4 separate regions of the Mus musculus genome follow, and regions 1, 3 and 4 are each linked to region 2. A link is a contact called in public HiChIP or PLAC-seq and promoter capture Hi-C data. All regions are on one chromosome and are shown on one strand. Each heading gives the region's core, a stretch centred on a gene start, on an enhancer-like site or on the middle of the called end of the contact. The rest is flanking DNA. Distances are from core to core; before and after follow the strand shown.

Region 1 (2,727 bases), core at 31-2,530, 150 kb before region 2:
CTCAAAAATTGTGGTAGTGATTTTATTCTCCCTTGATGGGATTAACAGATAAAATCATAAATGCGGCCGTGGAGCCAGAAGGCCATGTCTGGTGGCAACAATCACAGTGACAATAAGACCTCTTCCCTTCCCTCTTGCAGAGTGGTTTTAGTTGTTAGATTTACTATGTTGTGGTTATTTTGTTGCCTTTGAGACAAGCTCGTCTGTATCCCAAGCTGGCTTCAAACTCACTTTGTAGCCAAGGGTGGCCTTGAGCTTCAGCTCCTCTCCTGTCTCCCAGTGGCTAGACTCACGGGGATGGATGTACTGCCAGACCAAGTGGGGAAACCCCCACTCAATTCCTGATCCGGGGTGCACCCAAGAATCACGAACAGAACAGATCGCCTTGATGTAATTACATGAGGTCATTTAATTACGGAGCTTCCGGACTGACATGCATCCCACACAGGAGATAACAGATGTCGGCCACAAGGCTCGAAAGCTAGGGGTTTTTATGGGGTAAGGGGCTTAGGGGTATGGAATTCAGCATAGCAACACACTATTGGCTTATTCAAACATCAGCAGAAAAATTACATGTACGTGCAGGGTGTCAGAGTTCTGTGAGTTGTTGACTCAGTTTAGATAGCCCTGCTATGTCTTCACATTCCCCTTTATCTTTAAGGTTAAGCTGTTCCCGGGAATGTTTTAACTAAGGGGCATACCCGGGTTTGTTTTTCTTTTTTCTCAGCCCCAGGCAGCCTCTAGGCTCACAAACAACCAGCAATTTCTGAGTAGTTTATATGACTTACAGATCTTGAAATTTCATCTTTCTTTCAGTACCACCAGGCCTTATTGATGCAGTGCTGGGGACTGAACCTCGGCTTCTGCTTCCATGTAAGCACTCTGCCAACTGAGATTTATTATTTAGTGCACAGGTTGGAGACCATCTCTGGTGAAGGGAAAGAAAGGGAACCACCCAGGTCTCCTGCGTACAAACACCCCTGGAGCATTTTTTTTTTTTTTTTGGAATTGGGCGTGGCACGATGGGAAGGGTGTGATGTCTCTTTATCTCTTGTTTTGCTTATCTCTTCATCTCCTCTGGAACTGTGTCTTTGGATTCTGCTGTCCACTCCTTCACTGCTCCAGTGGATCCAGGACCCAACCCTCCTTACTGTCTGGCTTCCTCCCTCCCTTACCCCCTCTTAATTATTCTCCCTGATCCCAGACTGAGACTGGTTAAATAATGCGTTGTTCTGAGCCTTCCATGTGCATCTGGTCGAGCAGGCATCTGGCTGGGTGACCTAAAGTGGGTGGGGAAAAAAAGCACCATGCAACAGCAGCATGCTGCTCCCTCTATAACCAGCAGGGGCAGACAGAGGACAATTTTTATGGGGAAAGTGATCATAAAAAGGTCCCGCTTATTAGCCGATTTTGAGGAAATGAGGTATGCACCAGCTCCAGAAGGACGCCGGCATCCGAGCCCACAGCCAGTAGCTTACGGAAACGTCCTCTTGCTAGGCTGCCTTGTTCATAGACCACGTACACATCATTTGATTACTTTTTAATTATATAAGATAAGAGGTCTCATTGGGGGATGTTGATTTGTTTTGTGTTGTGTTGTTTTACAAACTAAACATCACTCTAGATTTCAACTCCCTAACCACAAAGCTGTCTCTTGGGCTCTGCCTTCTGGCTCCTGCATCTGGAAGCCACCAAGCTTGAGTTTTTAATATCCTGTTCAGAAACGTGCGGGTTCTGGTGAAGTTCCTTTTCAAAGGAGGGGCAGGAGGACCTGCTCTCCTGCCCAGCTTCAGGCTGGTCAACCTCTGAGCTCCTTTATCTAGAAGGTGGTTGGGACTCTTGTGTGGATGTGTACCTAGTACTTCCTGTCTTATGAGGACTTCGTGACACTCCCCTGAATTCTTATGGGAAATCTGATCTGGTAATTTCCTTATGGTGTACTATTGGAAGCAGAGTCTCTTGATTAACGGCTTTTGAAATTCAATGTCAAACTGTAGTGACTCTTACCCAGCAGCAAAAGTTCACTAGCACTGAGAGTAAAAATATTTTTATTGCAGGTTTTCTGTCCCACCCTTTCCCATTTAGCTCCCAAATAAGAGACACAGAAAATAATTTCTAATACCAAGCTACAATCCTAGACTGGGCAGGTTCTGAGCTATTCTAACTTACACCCCAAGCAAGGTCCTGTGTTAACTGCTTGCTCTGTTTGATATGTGTTCTCCTAGCCATTCATTCATGGTCCATCCTGCGTCATGGGGACCTTCTTCGCAACTCTCTCTCCTTCTCTTACCTTGTGGTCTCTCTCGAGACCTGTCACTTGATCCTAAGTTCTGCCTTCCTGTCCTCTCTGCCCAGTCATAGGGTCCAGCCTTTTATTAAGCAATCAGGGACAGGCTAACACTGTGCCCCAAGACCAGGCTGCAGTCTGAACAGGGCCACAGAACCCAGCTTCTGAATTCATAGCACACAAGACTTAACCCCGACAAGTGTCAGTTTCTATTATTTTTGTCTGTTTGTTTACTCTTACTACAATTTTCCCAATGGTAAAGAAATTGCTCTGACATGCATTTTCCTTATTGCTTATAAAACCAAGTTGTTTTTATGTGTTGATGGTTCTCTGGTTTCCTCTTGTTAATAGTTTCTATTCCTCACTTATTTTAGTACCTTAAATTTTCCCCATCATTATAACCCTCATTTAATAATGAAATTCTTTTCTACCTACATTGA
Region 2 (2,700 bases), core at 120-2,619:
AACCAATGACATACATGTATACATTCATGTTCCCATGTAGGAAAAGTAGCCAGTTCCCCTCTATTAGCCTAGAACTGGGGATCACGTGACTAGAAGAGGGCATGAGCTCCAAATGCTGCTGCTGCTGCTATTTTTCCTCTTTGGGTTTCTGAAGCAGGAGCTCATGCTGTAGCCCAGGATGGCTTGGAACAGTAAGTCACTCTAGTCACCTTTCTGCCCCAGTCTCCCAAGCACAGAGATTCCAGGCCACGGCTACCACACCACACCTGATTCTTAGGAAGCTTTTCTGGCAGCAACTCAGTGAGACTAAGTTACGGCAAAGCTGACGGCTCATAGACTTCATAGAAAGGAGAACGGAGCTGTTCTGAGTCCGTGGGCTGTTCCCTAACATGCTTGGGAAGATCCACACAGGAACTGAACTTCAAGTCTGGAGACTGAGCACCGCAGAGGGCTGTGAGCTCCTATGCCTCTCCTGGACCTGTAGCTGATGGCTTCACCCTGGGCTTTGATCTTGCTTCTCTATGCCCTATCGTGTGTGTCAAGAGGGCACACATGCCGGGGCTCAGGGGCTCCCAGGTGCTTGAATGTCTGCCTCTTGGCCAAATGTTTATTCACTCAGACACACAGAGTGTGTCAGAGAAGTGGCTTTCTCACCCTTGAGGACTGAAAACCCCCAAACTGACAGAGAACAGAAGGCAGCACGTGTGTGATGTGGTTCTGTGGTTTGGGGGGTTTTTTTGTTTTTGTTTTTTTCCCACGTTGCTTCTAAAAGCCGAGATTGAGAGAGACCTAGTCTAATGAGTAAAATCGACCCCACTAATAAAAGCACTTCCTACCCAAAGGGAACCTCATTAAAACCTCAGATTTTGAGCGCAGCGCTTAGTGGAAGAGGAGCTGACACAGGATGCTTCTGCGTCAGACATTGGCTCTAGATTCCAAATAGTTTTGAAAGCCTAATTCTAAGGTGACAGTTTACCTTCCTGTTTCATGCCTCTGCCTGGAGAGAGACAGGTCTGAGTGCTTTTATTTTCAGGAACCCCTGGCTTCAGGGCGCACGCCAAGAGTCACTAGGCTCTGCACATCCCCATAGCTGTGGCCCGCTGCAGGCTCTTCGGGTCCCCAACCCCGCCAAGTCAGACCCTGAAATTTAGGTAACTGGGCCCCCAGTCCTCGGGGACCGGCCTGCAGCCGAGGCCACCTGACTCACCGCAGGACCCGCCAGGACCAAGAGTGCCCGCAGCTCCTCTAGGAAGCCGGGCAGCAGCAGGCAGCGTAGCCCACGGCGCTCGGACGCAGCGTCCGCGCCTCCCGGCCCGGGAGCGGACTCCTCCGTGCGTTCCATGTGGCCTCCGTGGTGTCAGGGCTCGGAAGCCGCACGAGGACCCACAGGCCTGGAAGACTCCAGTCCCCGCCCTCGGCCGCCTCCCCTAAACCCGCCCAGCGCCAGCCGAGGATCTGCAACCTTGGACTCACCCCTTGCCCTTGCAACCCCAAGGCCTGCGCATCTCCAAAGGCTAGCCAGCACCCTAATGTAGGAACAGAAAAGTTTGCAAAAGTGCTGGAAGCAAAAGGAAAGAGCGCGCTGAGGCAAGGACCTTCCAGTCGCTGTCGCTGTCGTTGCAAGGGAGCAGAGGGCACTTGAGAAATTAGGGTGTGGAAGGACTTAGAGTCCTGAGACATGATCCCACTACGGTCAGCCAAAGGTCCGATCGTGGTTCCGCTGTGGCCAGCAAATATTGGATCTGGCAGTAGTGGGTGTTCAAGGTCTCTGCTGTGCAGCTTGTGGTCAGCTCAACACACACTTTGCTATAGGTTTCTATAATCTCTCTCTCTCTCTCTCTCTCTCTCTCTCTCTCTCTCTCTCTCTCTCTCTCTCTCTCTCTCTCTCTCTCTCATTGTTCCATTAAAGTACATAACACCTACCAGGGGGAAAAGCAAGCCACATTGTCCGGGTAACACAGAAGTGTTCGCTGGTCTTGGATGGTCAGAAACAGGAGATACTGTGGCAAGAATATACAGGTTCAAGGGACACCTGCAGCCTGGAAAAATGCAGGCTTGTCACCAGGACCCTACTCTCCTCATCTGTAAACTCAAGATGCGTTTCCACAGTCCCACCCACTTGCAGCCCTGCACAGGAGGACTGACTCACAGATGTTAGCTCCAAGTCAAAGGTGACTCCTGTGAGAGAGGCTAAAGTCCCTTCTGTGGCAACTGGTCTTGAATAACAAATGTTTCTGCTCACTGTTAGTTTCACACTGCTGTGACAAAATATCCCAAAAGCAACTGAAGGGGAGAGGGATTGATTCTGGCCCGTGGTTTCAGAGGTCTCCATCCATGTCCAAGAAAGGATAGAGAGGAGTGTTTTCTTGCCTTGTGACAGCCAGGATACAGAGAGACAAAATGCTCTTCAAGGACATGCCTGTGTGATTCGCTCTCTGCAGCTAACCTAGTTTCCAGAGCCTTCCAAAGTGAGACCACCAGGTGGAGGAAGACCTCAGCATAAGAGTCTGTGAGAGGCGACAGTTCATATTCAACCCATACCCTCAGATAACCAGGGACTCTGGAGTCAGGATTTGGGGGTTGGTATTTAAGTATTTAGGGATGGAACCCATGCCCAGCTTCACACACACACTGAGCAAAAGTCCTACCTCTGAGCTACAGCCACGGGGAATCTACAGGTTTAAAAAAGATTGTTGTATC
Region 3 (2,700 bases), core at 120-2,619, 200 kb after region 2:
ATCTGCCGCTATCACTCTAAATCTAGAGTTACAAGACCACAAAGTTCCCGTTAAGTCTTTCTTATATTACATAATAGGGACATGGATCAAAGAAATTCACCTTTTTCAATCATTTCAACCCAATTTCAATCCCTTCTTCCACAGGGTATTTTCTTGACTGTGCAAAAGAAGAATTCACACTTCTTTCTCATCTTCCCTTGCCCATTTTCTTGTATGAATGTTAAAAATAGCAGGCAAGCGATTTGGGGGAATCCTAAACGTTGAAGAAATCCTTAAGTGTCCCAGAGTTGGGGCTTCCAGCTGTGTCAAACACCCTATCCCTAGATGACCTTGGGCAAGCTAACACATTTTGGGCCTTAGTTCCCCTAGTCAAAAAACACAAGAATAGCTAAATCCTATCTTTTCTGAAACATAGACTTCAAATGCGTTCCCAAGGCAGCACTAAAGTGAAGAGGCCGCTGGGAAGGACTGAGGCCCGAGACCAAGCAACAGACTTACACCGGCCGACCTAGGGTTTCTAGGGAGCTCAGACAATCTGCTCCCCCTGCAAAACCACTGGGCCAACTTCAGGTTGCAAACAAAAACCTGTTGGCCCGGACTCCTCTAGGAATGGCCTGCCTCTCCCAACGCGCTCGGCTCGCGCTCCGACGAAGCCGGCCCACGGGAGAGCGAGGGTCTCCCGGAAGAGGCCGACCCCACGCGCGGCTCGCCCACCCGGACTCGCCCAACAGGGCCGCCAGGTCTCTGCCATCCCACGCGGAACAAAAGGCAGCTGGAGCCTGGCTTCGCCGCCCCCGTCCCCGCTGTGCTGTGGAGTGGGGGCCGGGAAGGGGAATCCAGTCCCGGGGGCGAGAAAGACGTGGGGAAGAGTATCCCCTTCCCCCGGTCCCCTGAGGGAGGGCCGGCCGGCTCGGACCCGGTTCGAGGGGCGAGCACGCTCTGGGGAGGGGCGGGGTTGTTCCAAACTGAAGGCTCTGTCGCTGAGGTGTGAGGCGAGGACAGGAGCCAAAGCCGGGAGGCAGACGTCGCCTCTCTCTCGGCTCCGAGCGGGCTCAGGTGGGGCGGGGCCTGGCTGAGCCGTCCAGCCGGGTGGGGTCCGGCTGGCCGCACGGTGCACGCCCCGGCCGGCGAGGGGGAAGCCGGTGCTCTTAGGGGCGTCCACGCACTGGAAGAGAAGGTCTGCGCGCAGCCCCGCCCCGCCCCGACTCCCGAGCCACCACCACACCAAGCCCCGCGAGTCCCGGCTCACCTCCGTTCCTGGCCAGCGCGAGTGCAAGGCTGCAGCCGCCGGCGACGCGGGAGAAGCGGGAGCGACCCGAGCCTGTGCAGCGTTTGACACCCACACGCCAGCCAACATGGCGGCCGAGAGGGGGCGCGCCGGCAGCGAGCGCGCGCGCGCGAGCCCCGCCCTCCGAGCGCGGAGGCTCCTCCCACACACACTGGCTCCGCCCTGCCTCGCTCCTAGGCCCCGCCTCCAAACCGGTCCGCCCCTCCCACATATGCCCCCAAGGCCTTCTCTAAATAGCTCCTGCTTCTACACAAACCTAACAAATTTATGAAGCCCTAACTCAGAGTCCAACACATCCCCCCTACCTCAACAATTCCCCAGGGCATACATAACTACCTTAACCATCAATCCATGCTCCTCCCTTAAATCCTCAAGCACAGAACCCCGCCTAGCCTAATCAGAACCATGGTCTCCTAGTATTTCCTCTTGCACGTGAAAAATGTTGTGATGAAGAGACAGGAAGGAGGCCAGGTGCCAGACAGGGTTGATTTATTTTGCTACAAGTGCGTTCACTTCATGAAGATTCACTTATGCATATTTCAGATTTGTATACTTTTCTGTGTGTGCATTTCAATAAAAAGGTTGAGTCCAGAACTTTGGCAGCCCAAGTGGTTGAACCCTCGGCCGCTCGAGTCTCCCATGATTCATCAGGATACTGGGATTTAGCAACCCCAACTGCAAGCCTGCAGTCTCACTCTTATGCACCCAACAAAGCAATGTAGGGCCGGCCACATGCCAAGCTACAGCACACAGAGGCAGGCCAGAGATGAGAGCAGAGCCTTATACAAGAAGGTAAGGAGAGTCCTTTCCCTCTTTCCCCAAGAGAGGATCTCAGAAGGGTCAGAACTGAAGGCTAGACCCCAAAACTGCTAGCAGAGAGCCCTCATAACAGGGTCTAGGACATGAATCAGGGCTCAAGGGGAGAGTACAGGGAACTATTTCAGTTGTTTGAATATGCTTGGCCCAGGGAATGGCACTATTAGGAGAATAGGCCTTGTTGGGGTGGGTGTGGCCTTGTTAGAAGAAGTGTGTCACTGTGGGAGTGGGCTTTGAGACTCCTAGCTGCCTGGAAGACACTCTTCTGTTGGCCTTCAATTTAAGATGTAAAACTCTCAGCTCCTCAAGCAGTGTGCCTGCCTGGACTGTGCCCTGCTTCCTGCCATGTTGGTAATGGACTGAACCTCTGAACCTGTAAGCCAGCTTCAATTAAATGTTGTTTTTATAACAGTTGCCAGGCTAGAAAGATGGCTTAGCGGTTAAGAGCACTGACTGTTCTTCTGAAGGTCCTGAGTTCAAATCCCAGCAACCACATGGTGGCTCACAACCATCTGTAATGAGATCCGGTGTCCTCTTCTGGTGTGTCTGAAGACAACTACAGTATACTTAAATAGAATAAATCAATAAATCTTAAA
Region 4 (2,700 bases), core at 49-2,548, 250 kb before region 2:
GGGTGCTGGGAGCTGTACCCAGGTTCTCTGTAGGGCAGCGTCAGTGCACGTACCTGCTGGGCCTTCGCTCTAGGCCATGACTTCTTTTTCTTTTGTTTGTTTGTTTGTTTGTTTGTTTGTTTGAGGCAATGTTTTTTTCTGTAGCCCAGGCTGTCCTGGAACTAGCTCTGTAGACCAGGCTAGCAGAGAACTCAGGAGGCTGCCGGCCTCTGTCTCTCAAATGCTGGGATTAACGGCGTGTGCCACCACATCCAGCCAGACTTCCATTTTTATACATAAAGTTCTCCAGTTCCATCCGTGTTCATACAAATGGCAGGATTTCCTTCTCTTTTGAGAATGAAGAGAATCCCATTGTCCACACACATCCACTGAAGACATGCAGATTGCCTCTGTATCTGGGCTACTGTGAACAGTACTACAGTGAACTTGGGAGTGCAGTTGTTAGACTTTCTTATCCCTGCAGGATTCTGAAGACCAGGGAGTCTAAGCAATGAAGTTGATGCTGTAGCATTGATTCTTCATGTCATATATTGGACATGGAGTTCTCAGTCACTGTGTGCTGAGAACTTGCTATAAGAAGGGGCCTGTGGTGGCCAGGCGTTGAGGAGCACACCTGAAATCCCAGCCCTCTGGAGTCTGAGACAGGAGGCTCTTGAGACAGACAACATAGTGACACCTGTGTCAAAGGAACTAAAAGCCAGACAAAGAACAAGTGACTGTGTGAACTCATGTCATTCTCACAATGACTCAAGGGCCCACTTTTCAAATGAGGGCATGGAGGTACGAGACAATTTATATACAAGTCCTTACCAAGGTATCAGACCCTGAAGCAAAACCCAGATCTACAGGGACTGCACGTAACACCTAACGTCCTGGGAGCAATCACAGATGGCTTCGTGGGAGAGGTGACATCTCAACTGATCATTGAAAAAGAGACAGCAAGAACTGACCAGGCAGCAGCACAGGATGTAATGGTCCAAGAGGAGGGAAGGCTATGTGGGGAGGACAAGAGCTGTTTGGACATCCTAGCCTGGAGAGTGGGCAGTGGGCAGTGGACAGGAACCAGGCGCAGGAGCCGGGCCAGAGAAGATCTAGAAGTGTCAAAGCCCTGTCATTAATACAACCAGGCTAAGCCCTCACTGCTAAGCCAAAAGCGACAGGTCGCTTACCTGTCCTCCCTGGACTAAAGCGCAGGCGCAGGTCAGCAGGGTGGCTTATTTACATCCCCAGGTCGAAGGGGAAAACCCAGGAAGTGTGGCCTAGGCCTAACAAAATCTCAGGCTAATAATAAACGCCCTGAGTAATGAGTGGTGTAGGCCAGGGCAGGCAGGAGGCTGGAGCTGTTGGCGCAGGAGCGTGGTGAGTAGCCAGCCGTGGTGGGTGAGGGCCAAGAGGGTGCTCCGGGGGCTGGAGATCTAGCAGTGCCACCACGGCACAAGCTAAGGCTACTCAGCTTTGGGACAGCTTCAGTCCTGCACACGGAAGAGGCCTCCGGGGGTCAGGTCTTGCCTGCCAGTGGGGTCAGCCAAACAGGCAGGAACCTTCTTTTTTCTATCCACGTGCTCCAGATTTGTTTCCTTGTGCCCCTGGATTAGTTTGAAGTGAATCTGGTAAATTTTGGATGCCTCGAGATGCAGCATTTAGATCTCTGCCCGCACTTAACTGCTGTGAATTTCTAAGAACTCTTAATATCGTGACGCGCCTACGAGCACAGGTGTTGAGCGCGAAGTGCTGATGATGTGTGTCCTCGGTGGGCAGATTCAAATCAGACCTTCATGGCCCTCAGGAGAAAAGTGGGTTCTGTATTTCAGACTCTACCTATCCCCATCTGCCTTCTTATTTTTCTTGCTGATTTTTGCTGATGAATCAGAGCTGTTTATCCTATAGTGTTAAAGAGTTTCCTTAAAGAGTTTCCTCCAAGCTGGGCGGTGGTGGCGAACGCCTTTAATCCCAGCATTCGGGAGGCAGAGACAGGCGGATTTCTGTATTTCTGAGTTCGAGGCCAGCCTGGTCTACAAAGTAAGTTCCAGGATAGCCAGGGCTACACAGAGAAACCCTGTCTCGAAAAACCAAAAAAAAAAAAAAAAAGTTTCCTCCAAGGCAAAGTCATCAGGACCCACCACTCACAGCAGCTCTCGACCCATCCCCCTACCCAAGCTAGACTCAGGCAGGCCTTTGCTAGGATTTCCATCTCTGTCCAGCAACCATGTCCACCAAGGATGCGAATGAGTTTCACAGAGAATCGCAAGAGGTGATGGTCAGGAGCCATCTTGACCCAAAAGGAAATGTCAGAGGACCTGGGACCAGCAGTTAGGAATCAGGGAAGAATGTTCTGGAACCCACATTAGCTTTCCAGTGCTTCAGTGAGAGCCCAGACAGGTGGAGAGTTCAAGTCACTGCTGTTCTTAGTTTGCACACTGGCCCTTGGCCTCGGATAAGTCTCTTCTCTTCACCTACAAAATGGGCCTCAAACCGCAAATCTGCAGTCAACCCTTCAGACCCTCTTGAAAAGTGACATTCAAAGGTTCTGGGAAGTTAGAAAAAAATCCTCTACCTTATTTCAGTATTTTAAATAATTTAACATTTAAAATAATTATTTTAATATTTATTACATTTGTATTATCATGAAATAGGTATATATTCTTTCCATTCATAGTTTCTCTATAATAATAAAAACTAAAGCAGTTACACTTGAAATTA

Evidence for each region. Promoter capture Hi-C pulls out the DNA fragments that hold promoters and counts their contacts. HiChIP or PLAC-seq counts read pairs in DNA pulled down with a chosen protein or histone mark. Capture Hi-C pulls out chosen DNA fragments and counts their contacts.
Region 1: an H3K4me3 HiChIP or PLAC-seq map of embryonic basal ganglia shows a contact between it and region 2, with 2.4 times the contacts expected there. The contact joins the enhancer-like site here to the promoter of Slc47a1 in region 2. A contact is called at or near these places in 6 of 39 promoter capture datasets (the C10 cell line, the SN4741 cell line, cranial neural crest and 2 more), 4 of 15 datasets of contacts at CTCF or cohesin (CD8 T cells, the NIH/3T3 cell line, large pre-B cells and 1 more), 50 of 484 Hi-C or Micro-C datasets (the 3T3-L1 cell line, 3T3-L1-derived adipocytes, the AML12 cell line and 31 more), 4 of 115 datasets of contacts at active chromatin or transcription factors (embryonic basal ganglia, fibro-adipogenic progenitors, hepatocytes and 1 more) and 3 of 9 other capture datasets (adipose tissue, embryonic stem cells and liver).
Region 3: a contact with region 2 is called in a promoter capture Hi-C map of adipose tissue. The contact joins the promoter of Epn2 here to the promoter of Slc47a1 in region 2. A contact is called at or near these places in 4 of 39 promoter capture datasets (the C10 cell line, the HPC-7 cell line, cranial neural crest and 1 more) and 3 of 9 other capture datasets (adipose tissue, liver and pancreatic islet).
Region 4: a promoter capture Hi-C map of neutrophils shows a contact between it and region 2, with 3 times the contacts expected there. The contact joins the promoter of Tnfrsf13b here to the promoter of Slc47a1 in region 2. A contact is called at or near these places in 22 of 39 promoter capture datasets (the 3T3-L1 cell line, 3T3-L1-derived adipocytes, the HPC-7 cell line and 14 more), 8 of 484 Hi-C or Micro-C datasets (the AML12 cell line, CD4 T cells, the G1E-ER4 cell line and 4 more), 3 of 115 datasets of contacts at active chromatin or transcription factors (T-cell acute lymphoblastic leukemia, embryonic basal ganglia and embryonic stem cells) and 2 of 9 other capture datasets (adipose tissue and liver).

Annotation. Positions count from the first base shown.
Region 1 is chr11:61,230,216-61,232,942 of GRCm38.p6, forward strand. It overlaps a transcript of Aldh3a2 not described here. Among named protein-coding and RNA genes, the nearest start is that of Aldh3a1, 23 kb to the left of the region's middle. Within about 2 kb of position 1,281, at least 49 of the 459 cell types and tissues checked have an H3K27ac peak or open chromatin away from gene starts, as enhancers often do. A contact at or near this core is called in cerebellum and embryonic basal ganglia, where this site is marked.
Region 2 is chr11:61,376,706-61,379,405 of GRCm38.p6, forward strand. It overlaps Slc47a1 (solute carrier family 47, member 1), which reads right to left and starts at 1,370. Exons shown (of 17, transcript NM_026183.5): 1 at 1,208-1,370. The coding sequence starts at 1,342.
Region 3 is chr11:61,578,318-61,581,017 of GRCm38.p6, forward strand. It overlaps Epn2 (epsin 2), which reads right to left and starts at 1,370. Exons shown (of 11, transcript NM_001252188.2): 1 at 1,250-1,370.
Region 4 is chr11:61,125,457-61,128,156 of GRCm38.p6, forward strand. It overlaps Tnfrsf13b (tumor necrosis factor receptor superfamily, member 13b), which reads left to right and starts at 1,299. Exons shown (of 5, transcript NM_021349.3): 1 at 1,299-1,359.